Linked DNA regions of Hordeum vulgare: region 2 is linked to region 1. The links are chromatin contacts, called in public Hi-C maps. All regions are on one chromosome and are shown on one strand. The core of a region is the stretch at or near the end of the contact, and the rest is flanking DNA. Distances in the headings are between cores, read along the strand shown. Region 1 holds the start of LOC123402081 (4-coumarate--CoA ligase 3). Region 2 has its middle 120 kb from the start of LOC123405206.

Region 1 (6,950 bases), core at 2,715-5,214:
TGAAAGTGAGTCTGCAGCATATAGCTCTTTCATAGAAAAATGTCTCGTGGAATTGACCCGTGATACCAGCTTGATTCTTCTACAAGCTGGAGTTGGTCACCCAACCGGGGCTTTTTCTTGGTCACATGATGGGGTCACCAACCCTGTACTAGTGGCATCTAACAACACCAATATAATCCTAGCTTATTCTTTTGTTGCAATGAGATGAACACTACTAAAAACTCGGGTTACCTTTGTTACTCTAGCTACCTTTTGGCCGTCCATGCTAATCATTGTGAGCATAGCTATAGCTTTTCTCGATTGGTTTTGGTTCAGTAGTGGTTGATCTTAACAGATAGTAGTCGTAGTTGTACATGAATCACTTTTTTGGGGCGGGGATCACGGCATGAGTAGGTCCGTCTCCTTGATCATGAGGGTCTGACGTGATCTCCACTTTGCACGCAAGTACCAACCCATGAGTCGTCAAGCTGCGCAGACCTAACAAAATCCTAGTAGACTGGCAACATCTCAAGATACTTCATTTCTATGCCAATGTCATGGTCATGGCAGTGTATTTTATTCTGAGTTGAGCACTGTAGTAGTATGGAAAAGAGGGATACCAGTAGTACTATGTATTCTTTTTCGTCAACTAGATAGATAAATTAATATTAGTGATTGGGTTCTTCCAAGATGCATGTGCAGTCTCAGCCGTCCGTGTCCCTGTCCTAGTCCACAGCTGCCGGCCATTGGTATGCTCATATCCCGCCGGCACCTACAGCATCCTTCCTCTTGTTCCTCCACCAAATTTTGGCTTTGCCTGGTAGCACCAGCTTGTCCATGTGTGGGGTACGTTACGTTGCATCCTTATTTTTGTTTTGGTATTAGGGTTTCATCTTTGTTAATGTGCAACTTGGATTCTGGAATTGATCGTGGGGTGTGTGACGGTGACCGTGAGCTGTGTGGGGGAATGTATGATCTGCAGGTTGTTAGCAACGTGCGTGGCTGTTTATTCATTCATTGGCCGAAAACCAACAATATACTACTGCTAGTCTGCTAAGGATGCAGTTGAGCGTGTCGTGCCAACAACCACGCGCCTGCGGCTGCTAACCCAAGAACGTGGAGTGGAATCGACGGGAGGGAAATCCTCGCCCAAACAATCATTGGAAGTTCAGAATAGACCTTGGAGCTGGACCAGGAAACTTCTTTCCACGAAGCATCCGCTCACCACCACCTTAGGGCTTGTTCGGTTAATCCCCACCACAAGGGAATTAAAGAGGATTGGAGAGGATTAAGGTGGATTTTAACTTACAGAAGATTTAATCCTCCCCAATCCACTCCAATCCCCTTCAAATTCGTTGCAACCGAACAAAGCCTTAAAGTGCCCCTCCCCCAACTAGTAGGAGGGCAGATCAGATCAACTTCTTTTTTTCTCGTCGTTTTTTCGTGTGATGACGAAAGAGTTTGAAGTTGTGATGACTGATGACTTGATGAGGACAGTTCACGTTGAACGGGCCAGCGTATATTTTTCTTCTTCTAAGAGCTACCAGGTCAGCTGTTTCGGCTCTCAGGAGAAAAATCAGGAAACGCGGTCTTGGGTTGCTCATCCAAGTCCTCGTCCGAGTTGGAAAAACAAAAGGCTTTCGTGGCGGTCGCTCCGCCCAACCGATCGGACGGCCGGCACGGACCAACCACGACCAGATCAGTAGTTGCAACCTATGCGCTGGGAGCAGCAAGCTTGTCGACATCGCCGGTAGCTGCCGCCAACGCGCCAAATTAACACGCAAAGCGAAAGGCGGGCATGCCAACCCGAACGCACGCCCACCCGCCAAGTGTGGGGTGGTTGACACCACCAAGCCATGCAAGTCGAGACAGACGGACAGACAGAGTAGACAGAGAGTATTGGTGGTACCTTTCATGATCTGCTCCCCGCGGATGCAGATCTCGCCGGGCTGGTTCCGGCCGAGGGAGGCGCCGGTGTCGGGGTCGACGATCTTGAGCCCGGCGTTGCGCACCACCGTGCCGCACGACCCGGACTTGACCTTGAACGGCTCCTTGGCGAACGCCAGGCACATGGCCAGCACCGGCCCGGCCTCCGTCATCCCGTACCCCTGATCGGAAACCAAACCAAACGCTCGTGTCAGCCGGCGGCACTCGTTGATCGACGGCCAGATCGAGGCAACCTGATCACTATTCACTAAGCGGACGCGGCGGCGGACGGACCTGCCCGAGCACGGCGTTGGGGATCTTGGCCATGAAGGCGTCCTGCAGCTCCTTGCCCATGGGCGCGGCGCCGGACATGACCATGCGGATGGACGCGAGGTCGCCGGCGGTGACCTGGGGGCTCTTGGCGATCTCCACCACGATGGGCGGCACGAAGGGCGCCACCGTGATGCCGTGCGCGCGCACCAGCTCCACCAGCGCGCCGATGTCGAACTTGCGCATGATCACCATCGCCGACCCGGCGCGCAGCCCCGCCAGCAGCACCGAGTTGAGCGAGTAGATGTGGAACAGCGGCAGCAGGCACAGCAGCACGTCCTCCTTCCTGAAGTACAGGTTCGGGTTCTCTCCGTCCACCTGAAAACCATCACCATTTTTCATCAGAACACATCTACTCGTAGGTCGTCAGCAGTGGGTGTAATTCGAAACCTCTGACTTTGGCGCCAAGCGCATCGTGTTGGTCAGCACGAATCTTGGCGTCTGGGACGCACTCACCGCGGGCCCCGCGTGCAGGGAACCGTATACCAGTGGAAGGATTCTACTACTGTAGTAGGAGTATATACGAGATGCCAAGAATAGATGGAAAATAAACGCACGGATTTATGAGCCAGCCTGCCGACTTGATTGGCACCCAGAGCTCTGACCACGCGGTGGAAAATAATATTCTAATAGGCACTGACCGGTGGGTCCGGGCATTACGCGTACACCGTGGGCCCACCTGTCGTGCTCTGTTGCGATTGCGAGTGAGGAGCAGCTCAGCAGCTACGGAGGCTGGCTCGGCGCCGACAGGAACGGAATTGTCCCACGCTGAGCTCCGTTGACCCAAACGTGGTAAATGATCGAAGCGGAAACGGAAGCGGAAACAGAGGTGGGAGCAGAGGAAAATGGAGAATCCATGAACGGCGCGTGAGTGAGAGACGCTGGCGGTACCTGCTGTGCGACGCTGGTGATGAGGCTGCGGTGCGTGAGCATGACGCCCTTGGGCAGCCCGGTGGTGCCGGAGGAGTATGGCAGCGCGACGACGTCGTCGGGGTGGATCCCGGCCTCCTCGGCCTGCGGCAGCTCCTCGCCGGCGATCAGCTCGGCGAACTCGACGCACCCGTCGCGCTTCCCGTCCACGGTGACCACGGGCAGGCCCTTGGCGGCCGCGTACTCCAGCACCTTGTCGACGGCGCAGGCCTCGGTGACGATGAGCATGGCGCCGGCCGCGTCCGCCTGCCGGTGGATCTCGTGCGGGGTGTAGAAGGGGTTGGCGGTGGTGGTGGCGGCGCCGAGGCGGGCCGCGCCGAGGAAGGAGAAGGCGAACTCGGGGCAGTTGCGGAGCAGGTTCATGACCACGTCGCCCTTGCCGACGCCCATCCGCCGGAGCCCCGCGGCGGCGCGCCGGGACAGGGACTCCACCTCCGCGTACGTGTAGGAGGCGCCCGTCTGGCCGTCGATGATGCAGGGCCGGGACCCCACCTCCGCCATCTTGGCGAAGCAGTAGCTCTGCAGCGTCTGCTCGTTGGGGATCTCGATGTCCGGCAGCCTCGACCGGAACACCACCTCCTCAGCCGCCGCCGGCGCCGCCGCCACCACCGTCTCCTCCGGCACGGACCCCATGTCAGCGATCGTCGTCGTGCTAAGATCGACCGACGAGCAAAAGACTAATCCTAGGAAGATGGTTAGATTAGTGGGCGTGTGTAGGAGGAAGAGGAGGAGACGGCTGCTTTGTGCGTGCGCGGGCTCGCTTGATCGATCTCTGCTCTCCTGATTCCTGAAGAAGGACGGAGGAAGGGAAGATGGCGGGTGTAATATACGGGGTGTGAGTTGGGGAGTTGGTGGGTGGGGTCAGTGGAGGATGACGCGTGGGGCCGGGATGGCAGCGAGCTGGGCAAGGGTTGGTGAGAGCGGCCGGGGGTTCGTTGACTGTGCCATCGTTTACCTACCCCACCCATTATCAGTATCAGCGACTGCCCTTCTTCCTCCGGAATGCTGCTCCACGCATTGGTCGGCCTCTCGTGCGCCATTGGGGTTGGTGACGACTGAGACGAGTGGCCATTTGCTTCGCAAGCCGGGAGATGTGTCACGGCTGGATGTCGACACGGCGGTGTCGTCTCTTGTGTGGGAAGTGGTAGGACACGGAAAACACCGGGGGATGGTTGGTCCGACTTTTTCGTGTTGAACCTTGCTGGTCTTTTGGGGTTGAAGTCTGCTGGATTTGGTGGATTCGGGTTCGGGCGATGGTTCCGTTGGACGGGCATGTCTCGCCTACTACTGGCGGTTTCTGGTCGCTCGTTTTCACTTGGACTTTGGATGGGGAGGGGGGCTATATTTGTGCAAGCAGAGGGGCCTTTTCAAAATTCAAAAAGAGCAACCCTTTTTTTTAATTATAATATGCGTTCATTTATATCATAAATTTGAAATACAAGTCGCGTAAAGACCGGCATGACAAAACTGAAAATGTAGCGAGACGTCTTTGAGCTTGATGCCAACGCCTCTCACTTGTCTCCGACAACACCACAGCAGTCATCGAAGAAAAGAAAGACAGATCACCTCCTCGTCCGAGTTCGATGCGGCTACATCATCGATATGCCGCTTTGCGAATCTTCAAGGCAGTTCATCAAAAATGAAGTCCTTGCCGTTGAACGAATCAGACCGAGGCAACACCCGCACATGTCATCGAACTCCAGATTTTGTATCACATCACGACTAAACAGTCGAAAGAGGAAACCATATCTGCCATCACGAACCACGAACGCAGCACATGTTTCGTCTTTCACATGTCATAGACGCAGACCACAATCTGCATTCGCTCATGGGCTACCTTCCAAGCTCTGCGTTGATGCTGGAGCAAACATCGCCACAATGACGGAGTCTGGGGACACATGTTCGCCACAAAGATGTTGTCGTCCCCACGCCATCCTTACTTGAACAGATTAGTTTTCAAATCCATCCCAACTATAAGACAGATGTGATAGACTTTGGATCGGGTAGGGTTAGAGATAAACGGTGACTTTTACCTTCTTCTTGGTTCGAGGATCCCGAGCCTGATGCCATGGGGGATGGCGACGGTGGCGATAGCAGAGAGTGGGCGAAGTAGTGGCGGCGGTGCTTCCCGTCACTTCAGGGCTAACCTAGGTTGATAGGTTGTGTTGGTGGGGTTGGTGGCTGCGCGGCGAACCTCGTAGTGCGTGTCCCGATCCCCACCTCTTTATATGGCCCAGCATGACAGGGGCCCGTCAACCATAGGAGGGTTGAGCGCCCCCGATCAGGGCCCGAGGCAAGGGCTCGTTCGACCCGTTGGGCTCAAACGAGAGGATATCAACCTAACATTCTCCCCCTTGATCTCAACTTTCCTTTTAACTTTTAACTTTATACTTTACTAGTTTCATCACTGATTAGTACATAGAGCATGTTTCATCGTCATAGCTCAATTGCCGATAAATCAGGCAGGTACAACACACCTCTCTGTTTTGAAACAAATTATGTTCCTTTTGGGCCTCTCATGATCCAGGAATCATATGCTTTCCCTTAAATCCATGTCGGCTAAGTGTTCCTTGAACACAATGGGTGATAAGCCTTTCGTTAGCGGATCCGCAAGCATATCCTTTGTCCTTATATGCTCGAGACTTATAGTGTGATCCTGGATTTTATCTTTCACTACATAATACTTTATATCTATTGTTTTGGTAGCATTACTCGACTTGTTGTTGTTAGCACAGAATACCGCGGGCTGGTTGTCACAGTACATCTTTAGTGGTTTTTCAATACAATCTACCACTTTCAAGTCGGGTGTGAATTTCTTTAACCATATAACCTGTCTGGTGGCCTCAAAACATGCTATAAACTCTGCTTGCATCGTGGACGATGCAATTATGGATTGTTTGGAGCTTTTCCACGAAATAGCCCCTCCAGCGAGAGTGAACACATATCCTGGCGTGGATTTTCTATCATTTCTGTCTCTCATAAATCTGCGTCTAAATACCCTTTTATCTCTAGGGAACCAAATCTTCTGTATGTTAGCATGAGGTCCTTTGAGCCTTGCGCATAACGCAATGCTTTCTTTACCATCTTCCAGTGCTCTATGTATAGATTCTTTTGATATCTACCGAGTACCTCAGTGATAAAAGCTAAGTCAGGGTGAGTGCACACTTGTGCATAGTGTAAACTTCCAAAGGCCGAAGTATATGGCACTGTTTTCATTTGATCGAGCTCGTACTGGTTCTTGGGACAGTAGAATTTCCCAAAACTTTCACCCTTGACTATAGGAGCAGGTGTGGCCTTACTCGCATGCATATTATACTTTTTGAAAACCTTTTCTAAATATGCTTTCTGCTATAGTCCTAAAACTCCATTTTTCCTATCTCGGTGAATTTCAATGCCCAAAACATATGATGTTTCACCAATGTCTTTCATATCAAAATTTGAGGAGAAAAACATCTTTGTTTCTTGTAGCAGACTAACACCATTGCTAGCGAGCAATGTATCATCCATATACAAGATTAGGAAAATGTATTTCACATTTTTGAACTTTGCATAAACACACTTATCCTCAACATTCTCTTTAAATCCAAATATTTTAGTTGTATCATTAAACTTTATATACCAGTGTCTAGAGGCTTGCCTTAGTCCATAAATGGATTTCTTCTTGCAGCATCCCATATCTTCCTTGCCTTCCATGATAAAAACCCTTTGGTTGTCTCATGTAAACATTTTCTTCCAAATCCCTGTTTACAAATATCGTCTTTACATCCATTTTATGTAACTCTAAA
Region 2 (6,950 bases), core at 3,043-5,542, 210 kb after region 1:
ACATAAGGTCCAAACCGTTCGCATCCCGCGTCGTTTTGCGCGATGAAAAACAGGATAAATGGTATATTACCGCGATGGCTACAGTAACTGCGGCCATTTTGTTCATCTCCTTTGCTCTCTCCTCTCTTATTCCACATATCTTCCATCCAGAATGATCCAATCACTCGCTACGGGAAGGTGCTCGCACATGGCACGACCAAACTCAATGTCGTCTACACAAACGACAAGCCATGGTGCCGCGTTTTCTTTCCTATTTCAAGGAACGACTTGAAATGGCGGAGGAGAAAGACATGTTCATGGGGCTTGATCTCAAGTACACGGCCAATCAAGAAGTTGTTGTCGTCATCCAACTTTGTTTCAAGATAAATGTCAAGGTCTTCCAATGGTCAAGGTAAGTTTTGAGGCTTTTCTTTGATCAAAGGTTATGAAAATTGCATAGGATAGCAATATGTTCCATTTGAATCCTAAAGACCAATTTCTCTTTAGTTGTAGTGAAACAATTTTTCTTTTTGCATATTGGCAAAACCGTGGGAGAACATATATGTCATAGTTAATTTAGGGTTTCTTGATCAATTCATAGTATATGAAAATTGCATAGGATAGCAATATGTTCCATTTGAATCCTATGAGAAATATCAATTCCTCTTTAGTTATAGTGAAAGAATTTTCCTTGTTGCATATATTTATTATTTTGATTCATATATGAAAATTGCATAGGATAGCAAAATCTAGGGCTTCTTTTATTCCTCTTTTGTTGCAGTGAACAAATTTTCCTTTATAGTTGCATATTATATCTGTGCCAAAATATACTTGTTATGATTCTTAATTATTATACTTCTGCAGAAATATACTTGTTTTGCAGTAGTATGTAACATTTGTTCCATTTTAATTTGTTGTTGTTGCAGTAGTGACAAGCATTGTCCAGTACTCATGGACTTCCTTCGCAGCGGCATATGTTTTGCTAGCGTTGATATAAGGAATGACAAGCTCAAGATGAGGCACAACTTCGGTATTGAGATACCAGCTGACTGCCACATTGATATCCAAGACATATTCATGCTTCAACAAACGAGCACTTCGATAGCTCATATGGCAGTCACCCTGATCGACGAGGAGTTCACTGATATGAAGACCAAATTCCCTTCGGATCAGCACAAAGACTGGGAGACAACCTCACTTGACGGTATCAACATTGAGTATGCAGCAAAAGATGCGTACATTGCATACGAGTTGTACCACAGGATTCGGATCATGAATAATGGCCAGCGTCACCTCGTACATCAAGCATCACCACCACCACCACCAATTTGGGGATATTCCGATTCAGACGAATAGTGTTCGCGACGACAAACACTTCTATTTCTAGCTATTATTATGTATTGCTTGGGGATATCTAGCTCGGACGAGTATCTTTATTTATGTTCCTGTTTAAATATGATGTGAGCAAGATTTTTAAAGCATTGTGATGTATGATACCATGCCAAGTTTTAACCTTTTTAGAGTTCATTTGTTCTCTTTTTAATTTCAGGGTCATTTACCTAAAAATATCATTAAATGCATGAAAAATAGCAACTGAAGTTAGAAACTGTTGAAATTTGAGGATGTGGCTTGGAATGATGCATATTGAATGCACAAAAAGTCTGCAGTTGAAACAAGTTAACAAAAATTACACCATAACATATAACCAACACATCAATCTTTATGGAAAAAATCATACGACCCTTAACAATAAGCTTCTCTGATGTCCTCAAGAACATTACAGAACTAGTCACCATTCATCATCATAAGCATGATCACTGGCATATGAATATGGATTGCAATCAAGAAGTATAAATCTTCACCTAATAAACACAAAGCATCAACTACTAAACATTTACCAGCATAAAAAAAGTGATCACAGTAACAGTTCTACACCAATAGCACCTAGATGCCTATATCGATGGAAAGGGGTGATGTTCGAGATGGATATGGTGTTCTCGAATACGAAGATGTGCCCGTCATCGAGAAACACGGAGAAGCACAAGGTGTGCCCTACGTGAGCTAAGGAGGGGGCCATGTCAGCCCTTGACCCTTTCCCTTGGGGTGTCCCTCTAGCTCCCAACTCATTTTCCTTCACATATATTTGTTGGATTTTTATTGACTCTAAAATTGATTTTTTTTGCATGATCTTCTCAATTTTCAGGGATTTCAGTCTCTATCCAATGCAAATTTGTATATGAGAGATAAATGATGGCAAATATGAACACGCATAATAGATGAACATTTTATCTTATGAAATTATGATGCAAAAAGTATGTCTTACGGTGATGTCGAAGTTGCTTGCTTGGGAGAACTGATGAGGATTACGCCAATGTGCAACGTTTTTGTCGTTTCTTCGATTTCTTGTATGTGCGAGATCAGTGGTTTGTGATGGTTGTCGCTTGATAAGTCTTTTCTTCTTAGTTAATAAAAATGTCAAGTATTTTGCCCTGTTTTAGAAATAAGAAAACTTTGGCTAGGAACGTAAAACTATGACCTATGAGAAAAATATAGGACGAGGATTTGCGGCACGCAAGTGCGCGAGCACTCGGTCCCTGGTGCCGCCTTTTTATTTTGGCTTTCGATTTTCAAAGTTCTATATCTTTTAAACGAAAATTACAAATTAAGTTTTGTTTTAATATTCTGTTTTTCGTGACCAGCGCTTTCACATAATATCTATTTTAAATATATTTTGATGACTTTTAGAAAAAATATGTTAAGTTTCATTGTTGAAACTTTAATTTTTTTTTGAGGGATTTTCCTTTTTACTATGCCCTTGTGTGGGATTCAATTATTTCACAAATCGAGTAGCAAATTGAGCAGATGGTAGGACTTGGCTGGTGTGTGCATGTACTTACGTGTCCGTGAATTTCAGGGAAAATGTATTTTCTTTCAAATTCTGCAGTTTGACAACCTGATTCTTCTATTTTTCATATAATAAACTTGATTCTTATTTTTCTCCGTTGGAATTCCTCAAGAATTATTTTATAGAGTCATAAGCAGAAAGGGACCACCAATCAATGTGCTTAACAATCGCATCTTTACAATTCGAATCGGCAGATTACCACCAGTATTGTGATCTACTAACACATCTTACATTCTTAAGAAGTTGGTCCGAATTCTTTTAACATACAAAGTGTCCACCTTAACATCCCATTAGGCATTGCATTTAAATCTTCTCTCCCACTAAGCCAATAAAAATCTGCCACATAAGCACTCTAAACATGCAAAGTGTCCACCCAACGTCCCACTAAGCAATGCATTTAACTCTTTCCTTTCACTAAGCCATGCAAAATCTGCCACGTAAGCAAGCCATCCATTTAACATATAAATTACAATTATATTTTCATTAGTCTATGCTTGTAGCGTTGTCACACCATATATTCATATTAGTCATCCTTCTCATCTGTGTTCGAAATAATATTTTTAAATCTAGTTCAAAAAGTTTATTCTATTTTAGACACTTTCTTCTACTAATTTTTAATTTTATACTTTTTCATTAGATTTATAATTACTTACGCATTTTTTAACAAAATTACCGCAACAACGCACGGGAAGAGAGTCATCTTCACTACTCATGTCCATTATTTTCCCAATGAAGAAGACACTATAGCTTGGACAACTCCAAAAAAATTCAAACTCACATTATGCTCCTTCGTTCCAAAACATTTTACAACAATAAACAAATCAACTATAATAAATCTCGTATATTTGTTCATGCTCATATTGTTAATTGTAACAATCATGTTCCTCATAAACAAGGGTTATCTGAAAAATATTGCCAGTAATTCCCGGGTAACGGGCGAGGAATTGTCTAGTTACTAAAGTTAATCCAGAGCAGCGAGTGATTGACCGTAGGTGGCGGCGCATAGCGGCGAATATTTCCGCATGCCACTACGTCGCATGATGCGCGTCGCCAATATACACTGTCGTCCCACAATAATAGAAGAAACCTCTACCAAAAAAAAAAAAACATGTACTAGTCAAACCATGTTAACAGTATTACTCGCATGCCACTAGTACCCGTCTACCTCGTCAAGGTTTGGGTCGGGCCGGGCGGACAGAACGCACGGCCCATCGATTCCACCTACCACCAGCCGGTCCAACACAAACGAGTGGTGGTGCTGGTGAAGTTCTAAAAAAAAAACGAGTGGTGCCGACTGACTGCCTAGCGATGGTGGAGGGAACGACGTCACGCTGACGCCACGGGGCCGTCGCGTCCTATCCTCCCAGTCCCAGGGCTCCCCGTTGGATGCGCGAGTGGGTCGGCCGCTCCGGCATGCAGGCAGGTCGGGGAAATATCGAGCGCTGGCTCGCGTGGAGTGGCCGCGGGTGGGTTTGGGTTAGTGGGCAGGGCAGCGTAGAGTGGCGGCGGTGCGCAGCGCAATTGAATCTTGTTGGCAGTGGTCCAAAGTGAGTGCAGCGTACGGTGGCGTGCCATGCGACACAAGGGAAAGGTGCACACGCACGACGAGTCCTGTTATCCAGCATGGCTCACTACACTGCACAGAGCGGCGGACTATGTGTCTATGCTACCCTTTCTTTTTTCTTTTCTCGGAGAGGGCGTCTATGCCGCCATGATCGGTATCGGCGAAATACAGATTCGTGTGACCGTCAGGTAAGAGTGATATACTCCAAGGCTTGTCACCTAGGATGGATTAATAAGACATGTTCGCTAGCCTTTCGTGGCTGTCTCGTGTGCACACACTAAAAAAAATGGCACGTCGAGCTAGCCTGGAACTGGGAACATGCATGCCTCGCTCCCGCTACTAATTGCCTGGCACGTCTGTTCCAGTTGCACGTAGAAGCTCTTAATCATAGGCATAGCTGGCTTAGGGAATACTGACATTTTGACTTGCTCATGTGCTTTTATTAATGATGGCGGGGAACGCGTGTGTACGTTCTTTTTTTAGGGAATAGTTGCCTGTTTATTCAAAGTTCATAGCCCCTTTTGAAATTAACTCCGAGCTAACACACTCTCCAGCCACAAAAGCCAAGTTTTACATAAAAAGTTACAACAACTTTCCCTAGCTGGGATGTGTGCAACTTCATTCGCCGATCGTGGCAGGTGGCACCCAAGCAACACTAAGCTCCTGAAACAAAGTAAACAAACCCTTAATCGCTTCAACCAGTTGCTCATTAGCTGAAAGATCATTTTCCTCGTCTGTGATATTCCGGATCGCCACATGTGAACGCGTGTGTATACGTTCTGACATGTTCATCCCTTCACATGAACCTCTACCGAAAATGTTTACCCTGATTTTTCTTTGGATATGGAATCTATATACTTGACGTCACGCTCTGCTCTTATTGAAGGAAAAAAGAATTTACATAATCTCTAAAAGGAAGGGATGATTAATGAAGTCCCGTCGGTTGCTGCTTTTCTCCAAACCATTGAGAAAGGCATAACAAAAAGGCTCAACTGGTATGAGCCCCAAAATGCAATGGGTGATCTCGTGGTTTTTGGTTTTTTCCATTGACGATGAAACTTAATCTGTGCTCGAGAGATAGTCTCCATACACAAATTTGCATCTATATGGGATGTTATCTGAACCGCGCCACCTTTCCTTCATATGTCCGACTGCAAGGTTTCTTTGGAGCTGTTTTCGGGAGGTTGTTGGCGGCGGTTGGTGCCACGACAACTTCCTAGATATGTCTAGTGAGGTGCTTGGTACCTACAATTCCAATATGCGACTGACCCTCTGGGTTATCAACGGTGCCCTCTTGTGGACACTATGGAATATCCATAATAAACTTGTGATAGAACATGTGATTCCTCTTCGTGCGAGTGATGCTGTATTCAAATTATGTGGTTTTCTACAACTATGGTGGTCGCTTAGCCGGTACCATGGCCTGGACTCCATCGGTAGAGCTGTCGCTGTGCATCGGTCCGTCGCCACCCGCATGACCGTGCCACCACTCCCTCCTCCGCCTCCGGAGTGGATTAGCGTAGCTATTCATGGACCTCCTTTTTGGGGGATTATTCTGCTACTCCCCCAGCGAGACTTCATGTTTTGTGTGTGTGTGTGCGTGCGTTGAACCTTCTTGTTACTTGTATGCTCTGGTAGAGGCTTTATAATATAAAGCGGGGGGGAAATCCTATTTCGTTAACGCGCCACCTTTCCTCCCGAGGAGAAGTTAAATGCTCACTATGTAATAAGGAAAAAATGCACTTGAATGTTGCATCTTCTATGGTCCCTTGTGAGCTACAGAATTGTAGAAATGCCTTAGTGTTTAACTGGTGTACTTGGATAGATGTGAAGCAAGTGTGGGCGGGATCTTGACATGTATGCTAGATTGGATAAAAAAAATGGTGATCTCCAAACCGGTAGGGTGATGATCTTTCTAGAGTTGATTGTTCTAAAAATGTCGGCTCCGCTAGAGATTGAGCCACACTGAGAAAATGCCATAACAGGGCTGAGGTGATGGCAGGGCTCATGGGAGATTGGGAGAGGCTACATCCAGAGAACAAAAGCATGGAGGGAGAAACTCTCTAAGTTTCTTGCAGAAGAATCCTCGCAGTAGAGAGTTGATCCATGTTGTGTGCTTGGGTAGAGTTGAGTTTAGATAGGTGTGCGCTGGGAGTATGTTGACTTGTGTGCCGCGTATGGTTTTTTCATTTTAAACTTACGTTTGTAGGTGTTGTAACAAGCCATTCTTCCTATAGGTAGCTATGAGATTTCGTGGTAAAACCACACAATTGACCTAAATTCTCCTTTATATATTCTCGCGGCCATGGAGGTGGAGGTTTTGGTGGCCCTACTCTAAGGTTTCAAAGCTTCAGTATTCCATGGGAGGCGAACCATGCAGATGTAGCTCATCTTATTTTCTTTTACATATTTTTGATTTTTTATATTATAAATGATGCAACTCATCTAAGTGTTTATACATCACTTGAAATAGCCTTTCTATTTCTCTCTCCGCATTGATGT

Evidence for each region. Hi-C and Micro-C count contacts between places; a contact is called where the count stands out from the background.
Region 2: a contact with region 1 is called in a Hi-C map of seedling, with 3 times the contacts expected there. The contact joins the enhancer-like site here to the promoter of LOC123402081 in region 1. A contact is called at or near these places in 3 of 6 Hi-C or Micro-C datasets (leaf and seedling) and 1 of 1 datasets of contacts at active chromatin or transcription factors (embryo).

Annotation. Positions count from the first base shown.
Region 1 is chr6H:123,133,572-123,140,521 of MorexV3_pseudomolecules_assembly, forward strand. LOC123402081 (4-coumarate--CoA ligase 3) reads right to left here and starts at 3,965. Exons shown (of 6, transcript XM_045095947.1): 1 at 3,127-3,965; 2 at 2,200-2,553; 3 at 1,889-2,087. The coding sequence starts at 3,798.
Region 2 is chr6H:123,338,364-123,345,313 of MorexV3_pseudomolecules_assembly, forward strand. No RefSeq gene overlaps it. Among protein-coding and RNA genes, the nearest start is that of LOC123405206, 120 kb to the right of the region's middle. Within about 2 kb of position 4,293, at least 3 of the 3 cell types and tissues checked have open chromatin away from gene starts, as enhancers often do. A contact at or near this core is called in leaf and seedling, where this site is marked.